2 separate regions of the Sus scrofa genome follow, and region 2 is linked to region 1. Evidence: chromatin contacts called from public HiChIP or PLAC-seq data. All regions are on one chromosome and are shown on one strand. The core of a region is the stretch at or near the end of the contact, and the rest is flanking DNA. Distances in the headings are between cores, read along the strand shown.

Region 1 (2,845 bases), core at 175-2,674:
GGTTTGGCCCAGCATATAGCCAATGTGAAGGGCTAAATAAGTAATTGTGTTGGAGAAACACATGGTTAAGCCAGTTTGAAGGATGAAAGAAGAATTTTTGAATATTGATTTTTGGTTTAATGATTTGCTTTAAAATAATAATGATACCTAAATTACAAAAGGTTAGAAAATAATCTCCCCTAGCGTAAAATTACCATACATAAAACCTTTTGAAATTTGGAAGCAAAGCCCTTCAATTAGGTATAAATTTATGTTTATAGAAAGAATTTGAAATGCCTGAAGCCATGGTGATTCTTGGATTGTTCTTGTGGGTAATTTGAAAGGTTAAAGTTATGAAGTTCATGCTTCATGCCTCTGTTATTTTAGCTCAGATAAGTTGCCAGACAGAGTGTTGACTATGCTTGGCTCTTTGAAGGAGAAATACAGCAATTTTGCAATTGAAAGAAACCTTTGAAATGTAAAAAGTTTCATTTGTTTCTGCTATATAATGCAGATAATTAAGCTCTTATTTGTTTGGAAAAAATGGGTTATTTTTTCTGATTATTTATCATTTATTTCTGATTATTCTCTGTTCTGGTCAGTTTTTATTATATTTGGGAGGTAGAAGGGGCTGCCAATACTTACTTTAGCATTTTCCAGCTATTTTATTTTTTGCGTCCTAGCAATATGTGTACACAGCATATAAAATATCTTAACATTTTTACATCTGGTCTATAACTGCTTAAGGTATAGAATGTAAGTTAATTTGCTTCATATCTGCTTAGTATAATAACTTTGGGAGATAGATGGGGGCAGTGTACATGGATCTCAGTTTCTAGTACATGTCCCTCTTTGTTATTTTTGTATAAAAATATAACTCTAATATTGGAGATGATAAATACGGCACTGATTTTTATGAGAACCAGAGTCTAGGGATTGGGTACAAATATTATTTGGGGGTATTCCTGGTCTTTCTTTCCCGTCCTTTGAGGGTGGGGGGAGCTGTTGCGGTCTTTTCTCACCCTGTCTTCATTATTGGAGGCCTCAGTGTCTTGTAAATAATGTGCTTATTGTGTTCAGTGTTCCAGCTTCAGACTTCCCTGGCTTCCTTATCTAAAATACTGCATCTCAGTAACAGGCGTTCCTTAGCTCCCTTAGCTCTTCTTGTTGTCTTCTGTCTGGTCTTTGCTGGCTTCCAGTTTCCAGAGACTCCTGCTCTGCCTGCCCAGTCCCGTTCTTCCAGCTCACGGCCCATCCCCCTTCCTTTGTTTCCTTTTCCTCTTCTCTCTTGGTGTTTCACTCCCTTGACTGTATCCCCCATGGCCTCACCCCTTTGAACTTTGCTTGTAATCTATTCTACCAGCTCCCGATTTTGACCTGGCATCTTTTCCTCTCTTACCCAGTGGCTGCCAAAAGCTGCTTGAGGAAATCACTCTGTAAATAAATCTCTGGTCTCCAGCCTTAGCTGGAACCCGAGGCAGCTGTGCAGAGTCTTGCCCTGTTCGGCTGGCCTGTTTCCTGTCGAAACATTTCCATTCCCCTCAAACCTTCTAGCCACCCGCCCCCACGCCTCCTTCCTTTCCTAGATGACTTTCCCTCTCTATTAATTTGCTAGAGGTGCCATAGAGAAATACCGCAGACTCGGTGGCTTAAACAACAGACATTTACTGCCTGACATTTCTGAAGACCAGAAGTCTGAAATCAAAGTGTTGGCAGGTTTGGTTTCTTCTGAGGGCTGTGAGGGCAGGATCTATTCTAGGTCACCTCGTCTGTGTGTTTTCACATTGTCTCCGTTCAGTGAGTGTCTGTGTATCCCAACTTCCCTGTTTCATAAGGGCATCAATCATGTTGAATTAGGGGCTCACCCTCCTCCAGTGTGACCTCATCTTTTTTTTTTTTTTTTTTGTCTTTTTGCTATTTCTTTGGGCCGCTCCCGTGGCATATGGAGGTTCCCAGGCTAGGGGTCGAATCGGAGCTGTAGCCACCGGCCTACGCCAGAGCCACAGCAACGCGGGATCCGAGCCGCGTCTGCAACCTACACTACAGCTCACGGCAACGCCGGATCGTCAACCCACTGAGCAAGGGCAGGGACCGAACCCGCAACCTCATGGTTCCTAGTCGGATTCGTTAACCACTGCGCCACGACGGGAACTCCCTCATCTTGATAATAACTGATTATATCGGCAGTGCCCCTGTTTTTGAATGAGATCACATTCAGAGGCACTGTGGTCACTTAAGACTTAAACATAAGAAATTTTGATAGATACAGTTCAACAGACAACACCTTCCAGCTTCTTAGAACACTTAATAATATTAGACATCAGCCCCTTGTCTGCACATGTACCTTCATTTTCTCCAATCTTCCTTTTTTTTTTCCCCACCACCTGAGAGAAGAATGGGTCTTTTATTCTGTTCTGGGCTAGTTCCTCCTCTTATCCTCTTAATTCCTTTCCCTCCTTTCCACTCTGGAAGCTTGTATAATTGATTCTTTCCTTTTGCCTCTGTGTTTCTTGTCTCTTGGCTTTTACAGATATTTCACCAGAGGTTCTGAGCATGGCTGGGTCTTCCCTATCGCTTCCATCATAATGGAAACCCCTGTACTCTGTGATCACTTTTTCATGCTCTCCTGGGGTAGTTGGTCTGTCCCTTGCTTCTGGCTACTCTGTTATTGTATTTACATCAGCGTGGCTGCCTCAGCTTTCTGTTGGGAACTCCATCCCCAGATATCTGGCTGCCCATTAGATGTTTCTGCCTCTGTATCTTATAGACACCTTGATCTCAGTGCACACGAAATGCAGTTGACCCTTGAACAATCTCATGGGTTTGAACTGCACAGATGGGCTCATCCGTGAATTTTTTCTAGCAA
Region 2 (2,700 bases), core at 34-2,533, 160 kb after region 1:
TTATTCCACCCAATTGATTTGTGGCTTTGTATATTGTAGGTACCTGCGTGAAATAGAACACTCACTGCTCCCCTTTCCTTTTCTGTTGGATACATTTATTTTGGACAAGATTTTTGTTCCATTGCTGCCTTTTCATTGTGGATCTCAGCCAAGGATTGGATGGCACCCATTTCTCTTTTTACCTTTTTTTTTTTTTTTTTTAATTCTATTCATACAGCAAACATAACTCCTGATCTTCTGGTGCCTTTACAACCCTTTTATCCTTCTCATAAATAATGGAGGAACCAATAGTATAGTAAAAATTGTACCTTAACAGAATGCAATTCTTTCAGATAGATTTTTGAGTAAATAGGAAACTCAGCATCCTTGAGCCCCCACCCAAAGTGCATTCCCAGACTATGAATGTAGTTAAGCATTCAGTGTTGAATTAAGAGGAAGAAAATGATTCTCTTTACCTGTCATGCCCTATCAAAGTGTTGCCAGATTTTCATGGTTCTTGTTCCTATTTTCAGTCACTTCCTTATATATTTGTATTTCAGAAGGTACATTTATATTGTTTGTATGTATTCACATGAACTTTCACATGACTTGACTAAATTATAAATCACTTTTATGATGATCAGTGTGACTGGAGCAAATTTACCATTAACTCGTCTTTTAAAAAAAGAGGCTTGTTTAATTAATAAGACCTGGAGAGAACAACTGTAGTTAAGGTTATTCTGTCTAATAAATAAGGTTTTGTGGATGTTGCTTCATCACAAATGCAGTTGTTGAAGCTGACCTGGCCAGATCTCTAATGTAGGGACAATGTCAGTAGTCACTTAATCAGACTGAATAGTTATATTTCCCTTTCTACCTGTCAGAAACTTTCCTTGGTATTATATATATATGATAATATATTCATATATAGTATATTCATTTATTATATGAACATGCATAATCATATATTCTAGGAATATATTATATATATATTCCTAGAATATAATATATGACTATACTATATGAATATGCTCATAATATATGAATATAATATATGAATATATTCATATGTATGTGTATATTTGAGAAAGAAAACACAAAGAGAAAGCAGAGATTGTCTTTGAAAGTTGGAGAAAGCAGAGCAGTTATGTTGAAGGAGGAGTATAAGTCTATACCTCTGAATAGTAACATGGCTGCACTGAGACCTTGGGTGTCTCAAGTTGTCATCTGATACTTTGTTACACTACTTCAGAGTTGGAGTCATTTCGTCTATGCAAAAGAAATAAATCTTCCTGTTTTTTCCTCCTCGTTATGATTCATACTTTTTGTCTTGTCACCTAAAATGTGTAAGCAAGCTATGGTCATAATGATTAGATGCTTCTCTGATACATGATTAATGATGTTCTTTCACTTTGTAAAGTTCATAATCTGAGTCTAGTTGAGATATTAGTGGTCTGGATTTTTAAGATCATAGTTGAAAAGAAGAAAATAAGAGATGATTTTTCTTTATATATTTGTATATTTAAAAACAAAGAAACAAGGAAAGTTAATCCTATGTGTTATAACCAGATGAAGGTGTGTATCTACCAAGCACACAGAACATTCGTTTTCTAGTGTCCATTTTATAGTAATTTTTATGTAGCTACATTCCATTTTTAAACAAGAAAAAAGTATAAGTCTTAGAAAAGAAAATGGTAGACAGTTAATAAATGAATAAGTATCTACAGATATTTGAGATTTAGATATATGTATTTATTTATTTATTATTTTTATTTTTGTCTTTTTTAGGGCTGCATCCACGGTAAATGGAGGTTCCCAGGATGGGGGTTGAATTGCAGCTGTAGCTGCCGGCCTATGCCACAGCCACAGCCACAGCAATGCCAGATCCGAGCCATGTCTGTGACCTACACCGCAGCTCACTGACACCCCAGATTCCTAACCCACTGAACGAGGCCAGGAATTGAACCTGCATCCTCATGGATGCTAGTCAGGTTTGTTAACCACTGAGCCACAATGGGAACTCTGATACATGTATTTAATTTACCCGATTTACAGATATACTATTTTTAAAAAGTCATTATAAGGCAACATATTACACAAACTAAAGTCTCACTTGTTTTCTGGGTTGGGACTTGTAAATAAGATGCTGTTGTGGAAGAGAGCCTCAGTTGGATGACTACTGATGATTTCCCATCTGCTTCAGTTGGAAAAGAGTCATGGCAGTTGTAGTCATCTCTCATTTTAGGTGAAAATCCAGCAAATATTTAATTGCTTTTGAGTATATGTTACCCCTGAAGTCAACACTCATCTTGAACTTAAATGAAAATCATATCAGAAAGCTTTCTATTAAGGACTGAGACTGGCATACAAAGGAGAGACATATAGGAAAGCTGGGTTTGAGGATTTCTTAGTAATAGCAATTGTTCTATCAGTGAAACCAATGTAAGCTGCCTGGTCTCTAGCTGTTTATTGGCTTAATCCTTGTTTGAGATAGTTGACTTCATTCATTCATGCACATAGTATTCTTGAAGCCAGACTTCATGAAAGCCAAAAAACATGGTTTCTTAGAGTTGCTAATGTTGTCTCATTGAATGGAAATTTGATTTTTTATTAGAACTAGATCTGATGTCCAAAACTTAACATTACTGAATAGTCTCTTAAGACCTTGTCAGTTTTCCTTACTTTGTAGCATGAAACCTAGCAAAACGGTTTGCTCAGTAG

What was found. HiChIP or PLAC-seq counts read pairs in DNA pulled down with a chosen protein or histone mark.
Region 2: an H3K27ac HiChIP or PLAC-seq map of alveolar macrophages shows a contact between it and region 1. The contact joins two enhancer-like sites. A contact is called at or near these places in 1 of 47 Hi-C or Micro-C datasets (embryonic fibroblasts) and 1 of 2 datasets of contacts at active chromatin or transcription factors (alveolar macrophages).

Annotation. Positions count from the first base shown.
Region 1 is chr9:70,694,822-70,697,666 of Sscrofa11.1, forward strand. The region is part of intron 2 of CDK14 (cyclin-dependent kinase 14); the gene reads left to right. Among named protein-coding and RNA genes, the nearest start is that of CDK14, 18 kb to the left of the region's middle. Within about 2 kb of position 1,425, at least 30 of the 83 cell types and tissues checked have an H3K27ac peak or open chromatin away from gene starts, as enhancers often do. A contact at or near this core is called in alveolar macrophages, where this site is marked.
Region 2 is chr9:70,854,123-70,856,822 of Sscrofa11.1, forward strand. All of the region lies in intron 4 of CDK14 (cyclin-dependent kinase 14), which reads left to right. Among named protein-coding and RNA genes, the nearest start is that of CDK14, 180 kb to the left of the region's middle. Within about 2 kb of position 1,284, at least 1 of the 83 cell types and tissues checked has an H3K27ac peak or open chromatin away from gene starts, as enhancers often do. A contact at or near this core is called in alveolar macrophages, where this site is marked.